Linked DNA regions of Mus musculus: regions 2 and 3 are each linked to region 1. A link is a contact called in public Hi-C and promoter capture Hi-C data. All regions are on one chromosome and are shown on one strand. Each heading gives the region's core, a stretch centred on a gene start, on an enhancer-like site or on the middle of the called end of the contact. The rest is flanking DNA. Distances are from core to core; before and after follow the strand shown. Region 1 holds the start of Ebf2 (early B cell factor 2). Region 2 holds the start of Ccar2 (cell cycle activator and apoptosis regulator 2). Region 3 holds the start of Egr3 (early growth response 3).

The links. Promoter capture Hi-C pulls out the DNA fragments that hold promoters and counts their contacts. A called contact is a pair of places that touch in the nucleus more often than the background predicts.
Region 2: a promoter capture Hi-C map of stem cell-derived epiblast-like cells shows a contact between it and region 1, with 3 times the contacts expected there. The contact joins the promoter of Ccar2 here to the promoter of Ebf2 in region 1. A contact is called at or near these places in 2 of 39 promoter capture datasets (embryonic stem cells and stem cell-derived epiblast-like cells).
Region 3: a Hi-C map of embryonic stem cells shows a contact between it and region 1, with 15 times the contacts expected there. The contact joins the promoter of Egr3 here to the promoter of Ebf2 in region 1. A contact is called at or near these places in 5 of 39 promoter capture datasets (cranial neural crest, embryonic stem cells and stem cell-derived epiblast-like cells), 21 of 484 Hi-C or Micro-C datasets (differentiating embryonic stem cells, embryonic stem cells, epiblasts and 2 more), 4 of 115 datasets of contacts at active chromatin or transcription factors (all in embryonic stem cells) and 1 of 9 other capture datasets (embryonic stem cells).

Annotation. Positions count from the first base shown.
Region 1 is chr14:67,233,014-67,236,053 of GRCm38.p6, reverse strand. Ebf2 (early B cell factor 2) reads right to left here and starts at 1,410. Exons shown (of 16, transcript NM_001360202.1): 1 at 789-1,410. The coding sequence starts at 919. It overlaps Gm20675 (a long non-coding RNA gene), which reads left to right and starts at 2,859. Exons shown (of 2, transcript XR_874748.1): 1 at 2,859-2,951.
Region 2 is chr14:70,152,357-70,155,396 of GRCm38.p6, reverse strand. Ccar2 (cell cycle activator and apoptosis regulator 2) reads left to right here and starts at 1,606. Exons shown (of 21, transcript NM_146055.3): 1 at 1,606-1,770; 2 at 2,640-2,733; 3 at 2,933-3,024. The coding sequence starts at 2,676. It overlaps 9930012K11Rik (RIKEN cDNA 9930012K11 gene), which reads left to right. Exons shown (of 7, transcript NM_001112735.1): 7 at 121-992. The coding sequence ends at 229.
Region 3 is chr14:70,075,872-70,078,911 of GRCm38.p6, reverse strand. Egr3 (early growth response 3) reads right to left here and starts at 1,595. Exons shown (of 2, transcript NM_018781.4): 1 at 1,314-1,595; 2 at 1-16. The coding sequence starts at 1,467.

The sequences.
Region 1 (3,040 bases), core at 161-2,660:
CAGTTCAGTAGCGACAGTGAGAAGCGGGACTGGAATGTCTTCGTGGGATGGAACCCTAGACAAATTTTAACCATCCGTAAACGCGAAGATTTGGAAACAAAATCAACTTGAGGAACCCGCAAAACTGGAGGGTGCTCTTCTCTGCGGCTCCATTTTCTCCTCTTCCCCGACTACTCCTGTGCTTCGGTCCATCCTCGGCCTCTTCGGTTTGTCTGTCCCACTCTCCCTCACCCAGGACTCGCTTGCATGTCCCCTTTCCTAGAGCTCCCGGCCGCCTTGCTTTCCTTGCAGCCCCTCAGGCCTCTCCGGATCCTCTCGCCGCCGCCACCATCTGGCCGCTGGGCTCCCCGAGTCTCCAAGCCATCCTGAATGATGCTGGAGGAGAGGCGCTCGCAGGAAGCGTGGGGGAACCTAGGAGTGACCGGAAAGCCGGCTCTGCCGCTGCGCCGGCTGCCAGCTCGGATCTTCACGCGCCACTCCGCTAGAGTCCAAGAGTAAACGCCACGATGTGAGCTTGAACGCTACTTTTAATAAATTTTTTTTGTCCTCAAAGAACGGACTGTGGGGAGAAACACCCGTGACCTCGGTAGTTCAGAAACTACAGTGTCGACTGCGGGAAAAGGGTTCCCCTAGTCGCAGCGACCTGCCCGCCCAGGGAGAGCCCCAGTGCGCACAGCCAGGGAGGAGAGACAAGGACAGAGAGAAAGAGAGGGAGCAAAGGGAAGAGATATTCGGGGAGACAGACACAACCAGAGACTTTCAGAGCACAACGGCTCCAGTCTCATTACCTCTGAGCCGCGACATTGGCGTCCACCACGCCGACATTCCGGACCCAGGACCTGACCGAATCCATCTCGGCACCCAGCGACTTGTCTTTCAGAGCTGGTCCTCTTCCTAGCGTATCTTGAATCCCAAACATTTAAAAAGTCTGGTCCTCTACTGTCGCCTTAAAAGTGACTTTACAACAACACCGTCCTCACTCTCCAATGCTGCCAGCAAATGGTGTTCTCCAAAAGCAATCCGAGAAAGGCGGCAAGGGCCGAAGTTTGGGGGCCCTCTTGGAAAGAAATAGCCAGCCCGTTCCTCCACGCACAATGCAAAGTTTGCGTTTTTTATCCTCGGTGGCTTCAGATCTGCCGCCTCGGGGCTTCCACTCTAGGTCGCCCGCATCCTTCCAGCTGCAGAACGTTCTCCAGAAAGTGGCCACAATTTGGAAGCATCACCTGTTCTGGGAAAAACAGGAGGAGATAGATAGCTGCCTGATCTCTCCCCTTCCTCCTTGTTCCCCCCTCCCTGCTCCTCCCCACCGTTCCGATATAGGAAAAAAAAAAAAAATCCCCAACAGGATCAGTTGTAAGAGGAAGGGGAAGACCCGGAGCGGGGAGGAGGCGGTGGCTGAGAGCGCCGCAGAGCCGGGCTGCTGCAGCGCGCGGGCCCCATGAATGGTTACTACAACCCAGGCCGCGGGAGGCGGAGCCGAGGCCCGATAAGGAGCCTCATTTGCATGGACGCCCGGGATTGGCCGGCTCTGGGCAAGCTGGGCGGACGTCCTCCCGCGGCGTTAGCCAAGCTTTGCTTTGCCCGAAGTCCGGGAGGTGAAAGGCTACAGCAAGCCACAAGCACCGAGTCCCGACCAGAGTCCCGAGTGTTTGGCCTGAGTGGGAAAGGGGGTCCCCAAATCCTGCACCAAAACAGAGTAGCAGGACTCTGAGAGTTAGGATCATGATGGTTCTTTCCGATCGCGGGAGCAGGAAGCCAGCGCGGATTTGCCTCTAGATGCAGGTTTTTTGTCGCCTGCGGGAGACCCTACAGATTCATTCCCGGGGTTTGGACCTGTGACCACCTGTATTTATGCTTTTCGCAAACACTACCCTCAGGGCATCCGTCTTTCTGAACCGGTCTACCAAGTCTCAGAGAGTTCCAGGGAAGCAATCATTTCGTGCGAAGGCCACAAGTGTTAGAAGGAGAGGCGAGATGAAGGAAGGAGAGAGCGGAGTGTGGACGAATGAGGCTCAAGTGCAGTTTAAATAAATATACTGTGAAGGGAAATGGTGAAGGAGTTAAGGAAAACAGCCCCGGGAGGGCGGGAGTACGCACCTTTGCAGATAGGAGAGGTTGCTGACAGCTTGGCTGGCTGAGAACTGCGGGATGAAGTTTCGAATCCTCCCCCCTTTTAAAATCTCCCTCCCCAATCCCTGAAGGCCGGGGAACCCTGCGTTAGAGACACGAGGCGTCTGTGAAGAAGTCCTGGAAACTTTGTCCGCCGAGCGCTGTGGTCGCGAAGGTTGGTGGTCGGGAAGCCGAGGCTCCACAAAATAGCTGAAACCCTAGACGGCTGGAGGTGCCTATTAAAAAAAAATCCTCCTGGCTGGGTGTTATTTTCTTGCTTCTCTTTTTGTATTCTGATCTGCGCGTAGATCTGCTGTTGAAATCTAGAACGCCAGCGCGAAAACAGATTTGAAGACAATGAATGCAAATCTGTGCTCAAAGACCATCTGCCGTGGAGCAGACAATCAGCTGCGCCGCGGTTCGAGCGACTGCACCCGAGCCTCTCAGCATCATTACAGTCGGGAGTCTTTCCTCCCGGCTCAGGGCTCAGGTTTGAGTGTCAATTGACTCCTGACCGGACCCCCTAGCTGTAGGTGAGCGCTCACAGACGAGCTGCGAGAGTTCGCCGCTAGAGGACACAGCGCCTGGGGTGCACGTTTGCCCGGCGAGCGAAAAGGAAGCTTGCGCTTTCAGAGACTGCTTGAGTCTCCATTGAAGGGGACCTGAGCACGTCACTTCACCTCAGGGGCAAACTGTGACTACAGACTGCGCAGGCGGGATGGTGCTCCGGAAGACTTGGTCTCTCTCTACAGCAGTGACTGACTTGAAAGCTGGCTGGGGCTCTCTTTGCACAGACTGGGGAGGGGGGCTGGAGTCGCGTTGATGGTGTACCCTAACTCCAGGTCTTTAATTTCAGGCTTAAAGGGGAGGCAGGGTGGCTTGAGGTACAGTTGAGTGTAAGAAAATAAGAGGCCTAGTTGCATTCGGCAGT
Region 2 (3,040 bases), core at 357-2,856, 2.9 Mb before region 1:
AGTATTTTACTGTAGGTGAAGTCTGTCTGTCATGGTTGGCAGCTTCTCCTCAGGAGGTATGCAAAGCTTCTTGTCTGTTTTCTTTCTCTTCTTGTCTAACTTTCCTTTGCTTTTCTATAGGATGGAGTTTAGAAACCTCTCTGACAGGACTCCGTGCCATTCCCAACGGAAGACCTTTATACCAGCATTGGTGGTTAAGAAGCCACGAGCAAAAAATCTTTCTGTATGACCTCTTGGTGTACCTGGTGACCTTGGGAAGAAGTCCCTCACATTTTGGCTTACTGCTGCTTCTCTGCACTGCCAAGAAAAGCTATTGGTGCTTGCTCCTCTTCAAGGTGAAGGCCAAATCCATCTCTAAGCATCGAAGCAAGGAGCCCTGGATCCCCAAGAGGTTCCTGAGTGCAGTTCCAGCACTCTTCCAGGGCTCTTCCTCCTCATCAGAAATCTCTGGGCTTAGGCAATGTGAATTGACTTATTTATCAGGTGCTCATAGAGCATGTTTAGTATGGGAGTGTGTCAGCATGTTGCAGATGTAAGTTTATGCAATCTTTGTTGGACTTCCGTCTGCCCCATCTGATGGAATCATTCGTCCAAAGGGTTGGTGTTTGGGGTGTCACTGGAAGGATGGCACCGATCTTCATTCCACAATGAACAGTTACTAATGTGGACTTCTAATGTCTTCCTCATACCTGAGACGGCAGCCCTAGGACCAAGAACAACATTGCCTTGGGTACCTTTGTAGTGAGTCACGGCTCTGGAGTACAGCCCCTGAAGGCTGAATGAGGGATGGGGGGAAGGTCAAGAACATTGAGAGGAACAACACATAACTTGCAAGGTCAACTCTAAGATGCTGTGTTCTATCCTGGAGTTTAACCATAGCGAAGTCTCTTAATTTCTGAGCCACAGCTTCCTACTTGGGACCATGATACCCACCTTACCTACCTCATAAGCTTGTTAGGAGGATGAAGTAACATTAAACATTCTCAATGTGTGCTGTGACTGTTAAATGACCTGGGAAGGGTGTGATGCTGGAGGCAAACAGGAGTGGGGAGATGGGAGGCCAGAAGTTAAAGGAAGGTGTGTGTGTGTTCACTGTTAATAGTTGTGAAAATAGCCACATTTCTGGCAAGATTTTGGATAGAGCCACTTCATTAAGATCGTGTACGTTTCATATTTGAGAGTCTGGGTATAGATTTCGGATATGCTTACCCCTTGCTGATGGTGCAGTCAAGAAAAGGACAGGAATAGGGATGGGGGTGGGGTGGGGTGGTCATTGGCTTTAGTCAGAAGACTATCCCCTGGAAATGGACCCCCAGTAGGCACGCTCCTCCTCTAGCCAATGGAGGCCCTGCTTCTTTTGTTGCTGTAGTCTTGGGGGTTAGTAGAGCACAGCAGGGTGTGTAAGTGGTAGTCCCCTTCCTTGTGTTTGTGGGAGTGGGTCCAGTTCCAGTCATTTTGAGACCTGGAACCAATGGTTCGAGCTTACTTTTCTGATGGGACACTTGAGAGAGGACACCACCGAGCTCGGCTTCCGAAGGCATTATCGGATCTGGGAAGGCGCACTTCCGTTCCACAGTTGGAGCGGGATGGCAGGCTGGTGTGGGGGAAGGGAGAGGTCGATGGAGAAGAGGGAGGTACCATATCCGGGAGAGTGGCAGCTTCCGACCAGTGGTCTCTCTTCCGGAGAGGCGTTTCCGGTGGTGGTGGCAGCGGCGGCTGCGGTGGTTCCGGGTGTCTTTGTCCCCCTGGTGTCGTGGCCCTGGCCCGCAGGTGGGTTGGGGGCCTCCTGCTGCGCCCCCGCCTCTCCGTCTCTCTCGGGTGGCGAGGCTGCGGGGTCCGAACGGCGAAGATGCGCCAGTCGCGGAAAGAGCCGAGCCCCTCTGGACTGCAAGCTCCGTCGCCCTGGCAACGGCCTCGGCCCTGGGGGCGGGCGGGAGGAGGAGAAACCTCGCGCCGTGAACCTCCCACGGTGGCTTCTCGGTGGCCCGGCCCGGAAAGCTCTGCGCAGGCGGCTGCGGAGGCCGGAGCCTAGGGTCGGGACCTAGGAGGAGGGAGCGGCGTGCAGGCCGCTTGGCGAGGGCCGGCTGGACAGCTCCCTTCCCACCAGCGGGTCCTAAAGACGCCTGGCGGGCTTCCGGGGAGAGGGCCCGCATCACCAACCCGCTACTCGCACCTTTTATTTTTATTTTTTGCCCCGGCCCTGCGTGGAGTGTTCTGGCGGATGTTTTTGAATGAATGAATGTCACCGGAGCTCTTCCAGCCCCTCACTCCTCCAGCTTCTCTAAGGGGTGCCAGTGACATAGTGAAAGGAGTGCTAAGTTGTTGGGAGACCTGGGTGTGAGTCCCACTCTGTCACTACCTGGTTTTGTGGCCTTGGGCAAGTCTCCGGATCTCAAAGCTCCAGTTTCCTTGTCTGTAAACCAGCATGTCACTAGCACCCACCACTAGGTTATTGTGAGAACAAACTGGAGTAACGTTACTACCAATTTCATCTCCTCTACATCCTCTCCATTCTTCCATTTTAGGACCCACCTCTTCACCTTAAAAGCTTTACTTAAGATTTTCTATCCCCCCTCCCCCTCCCCAATAGATGGAAGTTTTCCATTGGAGCTGCTAACTTCTTTCTGTTTTGATTGAAGGTTTCCCCCCAAGACCTTGAAAGGACAGTATTCCAAATGTCCCAGTTTAAGCGGCAGAGGATCAACCCACTTCCAGGGGGACGCAACTTCTCAGGTGCTTAACTCCTTACTGGTTACACTCAGAACATGCTCGAGACTCAGTTTCAAAAACTATGGCTCTTGGGTGTTTTTCTGAATGTCTGAGTAGCTGATTGGAGCCACCTAGACCTCTGGGTTTATAAGATCCTCTGGCTATCTTCTAGTGCTTCGGGTAGTAGGTGCAATTCCTGGAGATTGCTTCTCTGTCCCCATAGGCGCAGCTTCAACATCTCTTTTGGGCCCTCCCCCTGGTCTACTTACTCCTCCTGTGGCCACAGACCTGTCCCAAAATGCCAGGCACCTTCAGGTATGTTGGGTGCTCT
Region 3 (3,040 bases), core at 346-2,845, 2.8 Mb before region 1:
ATGTCCATCACATTCTCTGCGGAGAGCGGGGGAGAGAGGGGAGGGGTGAGTGAAGCCGAGCCGGCTCCCGGCCGCGGCGCCCAGGTCCTTGCCCAGGAGTAGAGGGTGCGGCCGGCTGGAGTGCGCAGCGCGTGGGGTAAGAGGAACGCCGAGCCCGGCGCAAAGCGGGCGGTGCCGCGCTCCCCGGCGCAACCTGGATACAGCAAAATACTACGGATCGGGGTGTGGAGTGGCTCCGGCACACACACCGCACACGCCGCGCACACACTCACGTACCACACACAGACACGCACGCGCGCAAGAGAGCATTGTTGTTCTTCCCGAGGTGGGGCGGACAGGTAGCTGCAGCTACAGGTAGTTTCAGACCCGGAGCGCGCCCGGCTCTCGCTCTCCAGCACACACAACTCGGCCTCTTCCCCCGGCCCTGTCTACTCCAAGACGCCGCGCCTTCATGCCCCAAGCGAGGTCCCCCTACGCGCGCTGAGCCCGGGTGGCCGACCCAAAGAGCTTCGACGCTTTTGTCCTCGGAGCGCAGAAGGGTGCCGCCCGTAAAGGGAGCCTCTCCCGGCCCCAGTCTCCTCCCGGCCTGAAGGAGCTTTCTGCTCGGGCTGGAGGGGAAAAGCCTAAACCCAGCTAAGGAGAGTGGAGAGCGGCGGAAAACCAGCCCATGTCTCCACGGCGGGAGCGGCCGCCGTTCCCAAGCTCCCGGGTCCCAGGATCGCCCCCGGTGGCAAACCCTTTCCCCCGCCCCGTGGGTGAGCCCCCTCCCTCTCCCCACCGTCCCCACACCCCCAATGGCTTTGCTGAACGCCCCGGAAAGGCAGCGTCGCAGTACCTCTCCCACCGTGGGGACTCCACGCCGCACATGGCTCCATCCCGGGTGGGAGGCTGAGGGAGTAAGGAGGGGGGAGAGCGCGGGTGAAAAAGACGCTGGGCTCCTCCCGAGAAAGGGGGCTACAGCACCACGCCTTGCACGCAGCCCAGCGATCGGGCCCCCTGCGTGGGGAGGGAGAACCCCAGAGCTGCTCGCACCTACCTCCCTCCAGTCGGCGGCTGCCCCCACCCGGGAGAACCGAAGCCTCAACCGTGGCGTCTCCAACCAAGCCTTCCCGATCTCGGAGGGCGGGAGGAGTGGGTGGGAAAAGCAACTCGCCCCCCAGAAAATTCCCAGCGCGCCCCCCATCTTTCCATCCGTCTCTCCATCCATCCATTTCTGCATCCATCGATATGTGCATCCATCGCTAGCTCGCTCCCTCCTCCTCGTCCTCCCCCTTTCCTTCCTCGCTGCCTCGCCGCCTCACCGCCACCCTTACCTGTAGCCATCTGATTGTAATGGGCTACCGAGTCGCTGCTGCCGGAGAAGAGGTTGAGCGCGCTGGGGATCTCCTCGGGGTACAGATTGTCAGGCAATTGATTTAGCAAACTGCTCATGGTCACCGGCAGCTTCTCGGCGAGTTTGCCGGTCATAGCACTCCCGAGCTACCGCCGCCACCGCCGCCGCCGCCACCGCCGCCGCCGCCTGTTCCTAACGCAGCTTCCAGGCGAGCGGCATCCGAGAGGCGATCCGTGGTGCAGGGGAAAAGCATGCGAGAGGGAAAGTTCGGAGGGAGGGGGGAGTGAAAAGGGGAAGGGGTGGGTCAGGGGAGGGGATCTATTCTTTTTTGGAGGGGTGGATGGGAGAGGGGCAAAGAGGGTAATCCTCTCGGGTGCCTCGGCTGGTGCGGTGCGACGCTGGGTCGTGGGGGTGGGGTGGGGCGTGTGCGAGGAGTGGGATGGGGGCTGGGCTGGGGGGGTGATCTAGGCTCCAGGGGGTCAGACGCGGCTTCAGTATTGATCTCACAGACACGAGCCCGCCGACCCCCCCCGCCCCCCGATCTGCCACAGCCGCCGCCGCCGCTGCCGCCGCCACCTCCTCTGCTGCTGCTGCCGCCGCCGCTGCTATCACCACCAACCAGCCCCGCCGCTTCCTAGCTAGCTCACTGCTGCCCAAAAGCTCCCAGCCAGGGAACTCCACCAGTCTATTTATCTGAGCCCCGGGAAAGCTCCGTGACGTAGCTGCCCATATATGGACAGACAAAGCCCAGCCGAAGGGGCGCGACGTCACAATGGAAGCTCCTCACAATGGAACATTAGAAAGCAGGAAGCGGGCCGCAGCCAACGTGCAGCGCCCGCACCGCTCTCCGTTCTTTAAAAAAAAAAAAAAAAAAAAAAAAAAAGTCAATTAGATTAGAAAGAAGGAAAGCGAGAAGAGAAAAAAGAAAGAGGGACGAAGCCGAATGCAAAGCGCGCGATGCGCAGTGCACAGTTGAAAAACCCTGTAACTAAACATGTAGGTTTTTATTTGAGGACAGCATTAGAGACAGAATTTAGTCGTTGGAGGAGTGGAGTTGTTTGCAATTGGTCTCCAGCACTCCCAGCATTTAGAAAGAGTTCAGTACACCAGGACACAGGTTCCTTAGCAGTCTAGGAATGGGAGAGGTGACCGCTTCAAGCCAGGCTCCCCCACACAACTTCTGTCTTTCCTTCTTATCCTTGACTGGATTCAGATGGAGAGATGAAGTATTTTCCTTTGGGGAAGGGGTTCTAATGTCCTAAGGCTTCTTATTCTTGGACACTTAGAACTTTCGTGCGGACATCATTCTGATTCACCGCCCGCAGCCCCGGCCCCTCCCTTGGGGTTCCTGACCCCGCGCTGACTCTCAGTTGAGCGCAGTGGCCCGGGAATGTGTAGCGGATTAGCTAGTTGCGCAGTGGGCAAGAACTTTTAGGGGCGAGGGTATGAGGGTTTTGTTGTTGTTGTTGTTGTTGTGGAGATTAGGAAAGAGTGAAGTTTAGGGGATAGAAAACACGTGCACCAAATAATTCCCAGATAAATTCCCTAACGGTTCTAAAGCAAACCCCTTTGGCCACAGGATGGCAGGAGGGCCCAGCAGGCCGGGGCACAGTCGCTATCTACTGCAGCCGGCGAAGGGCTTGCGGCTGAGTTACTGCGGGAAGATGTGAAACCCACAGATTCTAAGCCACCAAGGCGGTCTCCTCC